2 separate regions of the Mus musculus genome follow, and region 1 is linked to region 2. A link is a contact called in public Micro-C data. All regions are on one chromosome and are shown on one strand. Each heading gives the region's core, a stretch centred on a gene start, on an enhancer-like site or on the middle of the called end of the contact. The rest is flanking DNA. Distances are from core to core; before and after follow the strand shown.

What was found. A called contact is a pair of places that touch in the nucleus more often than the background predicts.
Region 1: a contact with region 2 is called in a Micro-C map of embryonic stem cells, with 2.5 times the contacts expected there. The contact joins the promoter of Tafa2 here to the enhancer-like site in region 2. A contact is called at or near these places in 2 of 39 promoter capture datasets (the HPC-7 cell line and embryonic stem cells), 4 of 484 Hi-C or Micro-C datasets (the HPC-7 cell line and embryonic stem cells) and 1 of 9 other capture datasets (pancreatic islet).

Annotation. Positions count from the first base shown.
Region 1 is chr10:123,259,659-123,265,555 of GRCm38.p6, forward strand. It overlaps Tafa2 (TAFA chemokine like family member 2), which reads left to right and starts at 4,418. Exons shown (of 5, transcript NM_001252387.1): 1 at 4,418-5,883.
Region 2 is chr10:123,009,230-123,015,534 of GRCm38.p6, forward strand. It overlaps Mon2 (MON2 homolog, regulator of endosome to Golgi trafficking), which reads right to left. Exons shown (of 36, transcript NM_001163024.1): 26 at 5,712-5,910; 27 at 4,139-4,761; 28 at 1,265-1,408; 29 at 684-701; 30 at 274-402. Among named protein-coding and RNA genes, the nearest start is that of Mirlet7i, 27 kb to the left of the region's middle. Within about 2 kb of position 4,327, at least 39 of the 459 cell types and tissues checked have an H3K27ac peak or open chromatin away from gene starts, as enhancers often do. A contact at or near this core is called in embryonic stem cells, where this site is marked.

The DNA of each region.
Region 1 (5,897 bases), core at 3,168-5,667, 250 kb after region 2:
TAGAAGGCGTAGTTACTTTCATCTCTCTCTCTCTCTCTCTCTCTCTCTCTCTCTCTCTCTCTCTCTCTCTCTCTCTTCATTCAGTCACTTGTCAGACAGGGAGAGAAGGAGATGTATTGCTAGGTGTCTGCAGGCCTGTGAGAAAGCCCAGCTAAATCCAGACAAACTTCTTTACCTGAGACTAAGCTAAACACAGATAACCAATCCACAGAAATGTGGCCCAAATCAGCCACAGGACAATTGTATGATCTTGGCTCTTTTGCACACCTTTTTTTTTTTTAATTAAAAAAGATTTACTATTATTATTAACTGAATTCCATATCATTCACCTTTCATAAACATTATTATTATTATTATTATTATTATTATTATTATTCACTTCATATCCTACTAACTGTCTCCCTCCCGGTCACCCCTTCCCACAACCCTTTCCCCCTCCCTTCTTCTCTGAGCGGGTGGGGGCCCCTGGGTGTCCCCTACATCCTGGCACATCAAGTCTCCTTGAAGTTAGGCACAACCTCCCCTTTGAGGCCAGACAAGGCAGCCCAGCTAGAAGAACACATCCCACATACAGGCAAACATTTCTTTGGGATAGCCCTTGCTCCAGTTGTTCAGAACCCACATGAAGACAGAGCTGGACATTGGTTACATATGTGAGAGAAGGCCTAGGTCCAGCCCATGTTCATTGGCTGGTGGTTCAGTCTCTGCGAGTCCCAAGGGTCCAGCTTAGTTGATTCTGCTGGTCTTCCTGTGGAGTTCCTATCCCCTTAGGGGCTGCAAGCAAAGCAACCCATCTTCTTGTCTTGAAGTTGTGTCCCTGTGTGTCTGATAGGCGTGTTAGGGACTCTGCGACTTATAGGGAGACTAAAAGTTACCAACATGTATGTATACCACTTTGCAGTACATGGAGTGAGGTTTGTCTTCCCTTTATCTACCTGATTACATGAAACAATTCTATAAATGTTTAAAAAGTATGTCTACAGTTAAATTGCATGTGGTGGTGCATACCTTTAATCCCAGCACGGAGAAGGCCTGGGCATGTGGCTCTCTGGGAGTTCAAGGCTAGCCTTGAGACTGCTCCTCACCCCTGCCAGTGGAAAAATTCTCTCAACCCCCAGAAGTTGAGTTGAGTGTAGTGGTCCATAGTAGTACGGACACTAGAGAGGATGGGGAAACATCCTATCTAAAGCTTGCCGGGGCTTTATCCCGGGCAACTTGGCTAGCACCGTATTTTGCTAGAATACGATGGAAAAAATAAGTATGGAGAACGTGGCTCAGAGATAAAGGACTTGCTGGGGATGTGCAAGGCCTGGGGTTGGTACTCATGGGGCTTCCTCAGAGACGATGGGAATGGCTTGGGATAAAAGTTAGAGATGATGGGAATGGCTTGGGACAATGGAAACAAAAAAAGGTAGGCAGGTGGAGGTGAACGGACCGTGTGCCGCTCTCTTTATGAGTTCGCAGGGAACCCGAATTGTATTCATTCTCTTAAATATTATGATTCCTGGACGAACAAACGCAGGGAACCAGCGCTGCGTCTCCTCCCACCCCTTTCTTCTTAGTAACGTCTCTGCAGTCTTATACACGTTTTGTTAGTGACATTTCAGAATCCTGGGTCCTGATAATTTCACTGTCCTTGTAACACAGGAGACGGAACGTTTTCAAGTTTGGGGGGATGGGACACTGCTGAGAGACTGTGAATAAAAAAACGTAAAAAGCAAAGTTGACGGCTGGCTTCTGATTTGGCAGGCCTGGTTTGAATCCCTCCACCGGCTCATTTCATTCACAGGCGAAATTGGTTCAGCTCATCTGTTTTATTGGATGTTGTGAGGATTTGAGATGAGGGGTTGAGATAACCTATAAACCTTCTACTAGAGACTTAAAGTGCCTCTAAAATCTCTACTACGGCTGAGGGGAATGTGTAGTGCCGTATAAAATACCTCAAACCACGTCTGTTCTTAAATACACCCAACCATAAGACAAGCCTTTCTATTCCTAGATATTTACTTATGAGAACTGAAAGATTCCCTCATGCTCAACTCAGAAATAACACAAGAGGTGCATGTCAAATAATGTTTAGTGTTAACTATGGAGAAATAAGGAAGGTGCGACCCGTGGCTGCAGTATCAGGGAGAGATCTCAGGGTAATTATTCTGTTAGAACGATGCTGGTGGGGGTGGGGGTGGGTGGAGGGAGACGCTGGCGGGGGGGGGAAAGACACACCACATGATTTGACTTATCAAATCTGTAGTATGGACAGCTAACTGCAGCCAGGTGTACCTCAGTAGAATAGTTTTCAAGGCAGAGAGAAGAAAGTTTGCAAAAGTAATGCTTGTTGCAAGTTCTCAGAACGCACTGAGTTGTGATGAACTTGCAGTCCAGTTAAATAAGTATTTTAAAAAATGTATATTCATTTAAAAAAATGTAGTAGAGTTTTGAGGAGGCAGAAAGGTTAACCAGATGGCAGGTTATCAACTCCAGGGTTCTGCTAAGGCGGATGAGTGTTTATCATTTTGATTTGTGTGTGTGTGTGTGTGTTTTGGAAGGAATGCAAAGTATTTTGTTTCAGAGTCCCGAGAGTCCTGATTTCCACACCTCCATCTGAGTTATTTGGATTCATTTGCCTGGAGATTAAACAGAGAACACAAAGGCATTAGGGAATTTCAGCATCATTAGGTGTTGGGTGAGGATCTGTGGATGGGGAAGGTCCGTTTTATTTTGTAATCACACAGTTATTCCCTTTACTAACTTTTTAATGTGCTTGTACAAATACAGTGGATTAAATTGTAAAAAATAAGATTTAAATGCCCCACATTTTAGCAGCAGAAATAATAAGATAAATTGATAGGCTTTCATGAAACCATAAAGACCCTTAAGAATTAGACACGAGAAAGATGATGGGGGAAGGCCAGGGTTTTGAAGTTATGTTGAAATGATTTTTTCCTTATAGTGAAGAATACAGGTTTTAATGTCATTCTTGCTTGAAATCTATGGCTGATCAACAGACAGAAAATTACAGTAAGATTTGCAATGAAACAGTGCCAGGTTATTTAAAAAGAAAAAAAAAACAACAACAAAAAACCTTGTTCCCCCAGGAAATGAGTTACCATGTAATTGTGATAAAATAAAAGTCTTTAATCATACGAGACACTGGTCTTTTGAAAGAGGTCATTTGAAGATATGTTGTGCACAATGATTGCCATGCCCCGGAGTCTCACAAACCTACCAGATACAATCGATTAAAATTCAAAACCCTATATTATTTTGTTTTGGATTTTTATTTGAAATTGCTTCAGTTACTCCCAATTGAAAAAGTAAATTATTGCCTTTTTTAAAGAGTAGACTAAGTACAATGATCAAGTTAGAAAAGAATAAATAAAAAATTCAAAATGAATAGAAAACTGTTTAATCATGACCTTGATACATATTTTCTATTTAAAAGCACACAAATGCCTAAGGCACACCTCCCACTAAATGACAATGTTCACAAACTCTAAACAGCAAAGTTACAGGTGTGCCTAGCTTAGTTGTGTCTGACGTAACAAATCTTTTTAATAAAATTTGCAGGAATGCTTTGTTAAAATAGCCCTCCCAAATCAACTACATAAAACCCTTTAGATAGAAAATAAGGCTAAATTATGTTACCATAAAATCACCAGCTAAAACATATTCCTTAGTTCTTAGTAACTATGGTAATAAGTGGTAGTTTATAGATGGTGGAAAGAATTATGCTAATCTTTCAATGACTCAGGGCTGGGGAAACACAACTACTTAGACCTGGGGAGAATTTAGCTAGTTTGAAAAATTAACCTAGTGGAACGAGAGAGGAGTCAGTTACAGACAAGATCCCTGAGTAAGCGTTCCAGAGTCGACATTTTCTCTCATTGTGTCTAAGTCTTACTCATTTTTCGTACTATCCTAACCACTAGCTTAAATGTTTTCTCATTCATAAGCACGATCAAAATGAGCTGAGTCTAAGAAGTCCTTTCTTGGAAGATCTTATGTACACCGCTTAAACCAGGACCCAATTTGGCCAAACCTTAAGGACATGACCTTCTAGGATCTGTCTCTGAAATCTCTGTAAAGTTAGGATATTCCTTTAGCAATGAATATGCTATCATGGGATTGTGTTAAAACCCCCTTAACTTTGACTCTGTCAGAATTTGTTAGTTGTAGAAATTCAAAATCCTCTTAAATCGGATAGTGTAAGAAAATTCTTGTTTATTTTTTTGGAAGAAAAATTATGAGTCTCCGTGACAGCCGGCAAAGCGTTCTAATCCAGATTTACCGCTAGAGGGAGACATAGTCCAGCATTTGCAACGTTTGCTGTCTTATACTTTTTTTTTTTTTTTTTTCTTTCTGCAGGAAGGTGGTTTGCTCTCAGCATCTGCAGCCACTGCTGACAGAATTGGGAGGGAGACAGAGGGAGTCAAAGCCTCCCGGTCCAGCCGTCCCATTTTACTGCTTAACTCAGCCTGGAGTGTCAGAACCCATCTTTGCCTGCCTTCTCTGTGCTTTGTACAGTGGGGCCAGTCGCTCCCAACGGCCAGCCCGCTGAGTGGAACAGGGGTCTAGGGTGGACTAGCAGGGCTCTGCCCGTTGGGGTGACTTTCGAACATTATCTTTAGTGTATTTTAACAGTACAGAGCTTGTGGTGGGACTCAGAGAGGGAGAAGCTTTGATTGCTTTTTAAAATTATTTTATTTTATTTTATTTTTTGGCTTTTTTTTTTTTTTTCTTCTGGTGATCTGGATTTGTTTCCTCGGGCCCCTCCCCTTGTTCCGTTCTTTCTCACTCCCGCCTTTGGCGAAGTGACACAGGCGACACCTGCTCGCTTGTGTCTGCTGCTGGAACTCGCACCTCCAAGGTGGTGAAGGTGCCGGCGCGCTCGTGACTTGGGGGGACAGCAGAGGGGTTCCCTCCCTTGGAGCACACGATGCGGAGAGTGGCGGCGGGTGGGATGCGAGGAGCTCTACCGGCTGCACTTGGAGGCGCGATCGAGGGGCTGCAGCTGGCCGGGAGTTGCTGCTAAGTGGACGCGACTCGACGGCGCCCAGGTGTCCGAGAGGGCACCCGCGGGACCCGAGTGCGAGCTGCGGGAACGCAGGCGTCTCCCGGGGAGGACGCCGGCCGAGCGCACAGCCCGCGAGCCTGCTCAGAACCGCTCCACACCGGGAGCCTGCAGACCTGGGAGAGCCGGGGAACTCGAGGAGTGTGCTCGGCGGCGGAGGCTGCTCTGCTGAAGGTGAATCACCGCGTCCAATTGCCTTTCCCTAGAGAACCCGGGGGAGGGCGGGAGAGGGGGAACGTGTGAGCGCGCGCGTTTGTGTGCAAGGGAGAGCCGACGCGGGGCGAGAGGAAAAGTCCTCGCTCGCCGCTCAAAGCAAACAAACCGGAGATGGAATAAGAGCGGCGGTGGCTGGAGCCCGCCTGGATCCTCGCAGTCGCGGGAGCCGAGCGCACCACCGCGCGCAGCGCATCGCCGGGGACAGCGGGCGACCGCGGGCGCCGCCGGGGGCTGCGGAGACTTTGGCTCTCCCCCTCGGTCGACGACCCTTCCGATTACTTTGACACTGTGGGATAAAGAGCAGAGCCCGGGGACCGACCTCGCGCGCTGCACCTTCCTTTTGCTTCGGGGAAGGGGGACCCCAGCTTGTAGGTGAAGACGCTGCCGAGCCCCCCTTTAGCCTTCGGAGGAGGCAGCACTCACACTCGCTCGCCCTCTGCGAACACACACCGGCGGACTTGAGGTCCCTATGCCCCTGGATGGTGCCAGCGGACCGGCATCTCGGAAGCGATGCAGGAGCGGTGAGGCTGGCGTCGGCCCGCGGAAGCTACCGGACCATCGCTAGGTGCTGCCGCCCCCGGGACGCCCGGCTGCAGGTAGGTGCGAGCCG
Region 2 (6,305 bases), core at 3,077-5,576:
ACTATATCACATTGACCTTGCCAGACTAGAGGTAGAATTCAGCAGAAAAGCATTTCCTGGCATTTCAGAGGTTCAAGCCCTACTACTGAAGTACCCTCACTCCACTCCAAAACATCCCATATAATAAAAAATATGCTTGCCAAATACAATCCATGTATTTGAAGTCACTATAAATAGCAAATGTTTTATTCATTTATCCCAATATACTGCCTAGAGAAATTTCAATAATTGTATAATACCATGTAAAATTATAGAGATAAGAAGATACATTACCTTAATAATATTCTGGAGGACTTTCTCATTCACCACTGCTTTATGACAAGCCGTTTTTTGATACAAATCCACAACTACTTCTAAAGATCTTTCAGCAAACGGTACATAATTCAAGGCTACCCATTCCGCCTAGAAAGTAATATTTTCACATGGAGTTAGAGGGGAAGGGTCTGAAGGAAATGATACTGTTTTTGAGAAGGAAGCTCTTTTTCCTTACAAGTTCAGGCCTTGGTTCTACATCAGATCACATTACATGCAAAGTTTTCAAAAAAACAAATGCACGTCATAAAAAAGAATTCTCATTCAGGCAAAAGTTCCAGCTACCGGGAAAGCACAGAGCCCTCTATGAAGACTGGGGAGATGCACTGTGTTGGCAGCAGATTAGGACAGGGTTAGGAAATTTAACTCACCGGTGCAAATAGTTGGATCTATTGTGATTCCATTGTGATGCAAGACAAATAGAATGAGAAAAATTAATACACATTAGAACTACTTTTCGGACTCTATAAATTATAACTCTTATGTTGAGTGAAGAAAATCAGCAGTGCGTGCGTTCAAAAATCTACTCTTGTTATAAATTAGCCAAAGGTATAATCTGCCAGCTAAGGCGATGGGATGGATGTAAAATCCAACTAAATTTCACACCAGCAATGGACAACTTGTTTAGTACACACAGATTTCTTCATCTTGCATTGTAGATATCTATTTAAAGGTAAGACCAGGCCTAGGGGTTTATACCCAATTTGTAGAAGAATGGGGCTGCAAAGAGAAAGGGTGGAAAGGAGCTCTCACTTCTGAGGAAAGAAGGGAGCGCAGGGCAGGGCGACCTCTGAGAAGGACCCTCTGGAGAGAGAGAGCGATGTCTCGGGTAACACTTGTGTTCTGTAAGGGACACCTGAGCACAGAGGAGCGCTTCCTTAGGTAACCACAGTCTATCTGGACTGGAACTCATCTAGAACTTACTACAGAACAGACACAGTTTGCGAGCTACCTGGTTGTACTTGGCATTTGCAATGTGCTTTGTTTCCAGCTGTCCATACTGTGGAGGTTTACAGGAAAACTCTACGAACGCCAGCAACTGGTCAAATATAGCCGGGTACATGATCTGCATGTTTTCTGGTCCAACACAGATGGCCTGGGAAGCAAAGTGTGAACATTAGGATGCATTCCTCCCTGTGGATGCATTTGCTCACCCAGACCCTTGAGAATCCCATGTGCTCTGCCGTCTTTTCATACTGGGAACTCAAGCTTTCTAAACAGTCACTAAACAAAAGGCAGCCTCACACTGTTTAGTCAGGTTAAAGATGCTCTTAGTGAACTCATACTTACTCTCTAACACAGAGGGGAAAGTTCAAGCCTGGTATGACAAGTAGGTGAGACTGGGGTGTGCATCTGACATTTGCTACAAAGACCAGCAGTGGGTCAAGATGAAGCTGACTTCTCTCTAATGCTGTAAGCTCATGGACATAACAGCTGATTTTTGCCCCACACCCGGTCTACATACTCACAGGCATTAGAGCTGAAACATAAACACATCTTTGAAACAATTACGCAGAATGCTTCTAGTGACAGGAATAAGTTTTCAGGTTTGGAATGACATTACATTTTGTGTTCAGAGTCAAAGCTCAGATAAATTCCCAGTAGCCACAATGAATAATTGTATTTGTTCTTTTTCTGCTAAAGCAGTTATTCAAAAGTAAACTTTCATGGTTTTCCTTGAATTTAAAGGGTGTGTGCTGTTTTTTATTACCTTCTATGCATATATAACAGCCCTGAATGTGCAGTTAAGGGAGTCCAAGAATTTGGGAATTCTCCAAATGACAACATTTTTCTGATAGAAACCCTTTTTCATTCACTTCAGGGAAAGGCATAAGCAATGTAGCTGTGTGATCTAGTCAGAGGGAAAGTACTGTGGTCTGAATAGGCTTGGTCCCCACACACTCATGTGTTTGAATGCTTGGCCCATGAGTAGCACTATTAGGAGGTGTGGCCTTGTTGGAGGAAGTGTGTCACTGTGGAAAGAGGGCTTTGAGGTGTCATATGTATCTCAAGTTAGGCCAGCGTGGATGGCAGTCTCCTCCTGGCTGCCTGTGGATCAAGATGTAGAGTACTCCTGTGATGCCTGCCTGTAAGCTGCCATACATCCTGCCTGGATGACAATGGAGTGAACATCTATGAACCAGGTCCAACTAAATGATGTCCTTAATATGAGTTGTCTTGGTCATGCTGTCCATTCACAGCAATAAAATCCTAACACAAGGATGATGAACTACAAACTTACTTTGAGTCATAGAAATTCATGTCCCTCAAACAGTATTGAATGTCAGATTGTGTTAATTTCTCATCTTAGTCACAATTTGTTTCCTGAACAATGGAACTATGGTTAAATAGATAAAGACTATTGCTTAGTCTGCCTGCCTTCAGGGCAGTGTAGGGGTGCTGTGGTCATGTCCAGGGAATAAAGGAGCCAGGACTAGAGAGTAGGACTGTCTCCTTACAAATGAGCCTTGATGACAGACCATGACTCTCTCACGTCTTGGCTGATTACTGAGTTGGCCTTTTCTGTTAATGTTTGCTTCCTGACATAGTCTCACATTGTAATCAAGGGTGGGTTCAAACTTCATGCAAACCTTCCTGTAGCAGATTTCCAAGTGCTGGGAATATAACTTTTCTTTTCTTCTTTTTCTTAGCACATTTATACATGTATATGTTCATACCTTGTAATGTGTGTGGAGGGCACAACTTTTGGAAGTTCTCCTGCCATGTGGGTCCTAGGGACCATAATACGGCTTGGCGGCAAGCTCCTTTACCTGCTTAGCCATCCTGTTAGCCCTTGTTTAGGATCTTGATTGTTATGAACTGAGGTAGCAATTTCCTGGATAATCTAAAAAAATGCTTTTATTTTGATATGGTCTTGCTTCCCAGTCTGGATTTATTCACTATTTTTCATATCTATTTATTGATTTGTTGTAAAAAAACAAGACACACAGCTAAAAATACAGAATTTAAATCTGCAGTAAGAAAGCCACTTTTTCCAGCTCACCCTTGTGTCTTGGCATAGGCTACCCACAGTTCAGAATTAACTTTGACTAGAGGTAGCGAGGTAGCGGCCACAAGCAGCTTCTTTTCTTCCTTCCTTCCTTCCTTCCTTCCTTCCTTTCTTTCTTTCTTTCTTTCTTTTTCCTTCCTTCCTTTCTTTCTTTCTTTCTTTCTTTCTTTCTTTCTTTCTTTCTCTTTCTTTTCTTTCTTCCTTCCTTCCTTTCTTTCTCTCTTTCTTTTAAGATCTATTTATTATTATTTTACCTAAGTACACTGTAGCTGCCTTCAGATGCACCAGAAAAGGGCGTCAGATCTCATTACAGATGGTTGTGAGCCACCATGTGGTTGCTGGGATTTGAACTCAGGACTTTGGAAGAGCAGTTGGTGATCTTAACCGCTGAGCCATCTCTCCAGCCCATGAAGGCATTTTACTTTTTTTTTTTTTTTTTTTTTTTTTTGGTTTTTTGAGACAGGGTTTCTCTGTGTAGCCCTGGCTGTCCTGGAACTCACTTTGTAGACCAGGCTGGCCTCGAACTCAGAAATCCATCTGCCTCTGCCTCCCGAGTGCTGGGATTAAAGGCGTGCACCACCACCGCCCGACAAGCAGCTTCTTAACAACTCAAAACAGACCTGAGTTACTTTTTTAACTATCTCAAGAATAAGTTTTAAAAATCTTGACAATCTTAAATTTATCCCAAAGTGTACATACATAGCAATCTCAGAAAGTCCTAAATTTATCTTCTGAAATTTACCACAAAACAATAAAATAAAAATCCAAAGAATCCTATTCCTTACAGCTTTTAGGCAAGCACTGAAATCACATTACCTTCTGGAGAACGTCTAAGGCCGTAAGCACAGCTTCCTGTAAACTTGTCAGGACTGCTTCCGTGTAAGACGGAAGGATGAAAGGAGAGGCGTCAGAACTGATGGGGACAGAGACAGCGCTGTGCAGGATGACGCCCAGCTTCTGCAAGTCGGCCATGCTGAAGCCAGCTTTTATGTGCTGGTAGAGGGCAGGGAAGATCTGAACTAAGGCTGTAAGGAAAGGCTGGCTGGGGATAAAGGTCAGCTCATCGACGGAGCTGGGCGGCTCTGTGCTTTCAGATCCAGTCCTGTGCCAGGTGTTCCAGGCAGCCCACCAGAGCTTCAGATCTTCCAGCTCGTCAGTCACCACAGGCGTCTCCGAGCCGCATCTGCCAAGCTTTTCTCCAATGGAGTCTGTCCTCACAAACGGCCTGCTCAGGCCTGGGCCGGAAAGGTTTCCTAGAAGGACGGGTACGGGCACGCTAACGGCAGGGGGCTCGGGCTTCTCTGAGTCTCGGACAGGGGACACAATCTGTAATATCTCCTGGAAGCTTTTCAGAGCGGCCAGGGACACTTCATTGTTTTTACTGAGTGCAGCTGACTGGATGTGGTCAAGAAGAACATCCCAAGCTCTTGAGAAGTCTCCTGTATCAATGAAGGGGGGGGAGTCAATTAGTATTCAATGAGCAAATCCTCTCAGATACTTTGAAGCATAGTTGCTTTATCTTCTGCTTACATTGACATAGAAGTCAAAAGAATAAAATTAGGAACTAACATACTAAAACTATGACCCATGGGCTGGCACAATGGCTGAGCAGAAGGCACTTGCCACACAAGACTCACAACTGAGCCTCATCCACAGAACCACAATGCCTGATGGGTAGCCTGCCTCTACAATCCAGACACTCCTACAGTGAGACATCAGGTGCAGTCAGGACAGCTACACAGTGTGGCTTCCCAATTCCCTCAAGCCAACCTCCACTTCCACCACTCATGCGAGGCAGAATGCCCACACATGCCCTCCCATACATAATAAATATGATAATTAAAAATACCACATCCCGGGTTGGAGAGATGGCTCAGTGGTTAAGATCACTGACTGCCCTTCCTAAGGTCCTGAGTTCAAACCCCAGCAACCACATGATGGCTCACAACCATCCTTAATGATATCTGACGCCCTCTTCTGGTGCATCTGAAGACAGCTACAGTGTACTTAGATATAATAATAAAACTTTAGGCCGGAGTGCAAGGCCAACCCTAGCGAGCAACCTTCATTCCCAGCAACCACATGATGCAGTCACTGTGGAAACCACATGATGCAGTCACTGTGGGCTTAAGGGCATAATCACGGCTCTTCTCTCAAGTCCAGCCGTGTGTGTGTGTGTCTCTTCACCACTGGACTCTGAAAGGTGCGTCCAGGGCAGGTTCTTCCCCTCGATGAAACGAGCATGTACACCACATCAAGTAAGGCCTACAGTTAAGACTGCTGACTATTCTAGTACAATATATCAATTCCCAAAGAGTTTCCTAAGTGTGTTCCAACTTTCCTTTAACACAGATTAGTTGTATAAGCAGAGAAAGACAATATTGCACACCTAGAGGCTGCAGCAAGTATCTCCTGGTGTTGAAGATCCGTGCTACTCCAGCCAATGTCAATACCCAGGTCTCAGCCCACTGCTTCTCTGCCGTGTCTCTTGAGTGATGAATTAAAATATTTCCACCTCCAGACTCAATCTTTTCTTTGTCTGCAGTTGTAGAAGATTCTCGAACTCGGTCCAGTAGATGAAAGAGTACCTAAATATTTATTTTAAAAATCATATAAAAATATTGATGAGTTAGCTTAAGATATAGCAATAGAAAATAAAAGTTATAAAAATATGTAACAGTTTTATTAATCCACATAAATTAGAGGAATTGACTAGAAAAGGCAACTGTGTATTCTTAAACTTATCCTTAAGTTCACGGAATTAGAAAAGTAAACTAACAGATAGCGCACAGCCAGGACTTGTTATCAGTGGAAACATCTCTGCGATTATACCTGAGACAAGAATCCAGGCAGAACGGATTACCACGGGATGTCCAGACCTCAGGACCAAATGAGGTGTTGAGAAAACCAACCAACAAGCAAAACTTAGTTACAACTTGGAGAGTTTTTACACTTAAAGGAAAATAAGAACAAATGGGGGAGG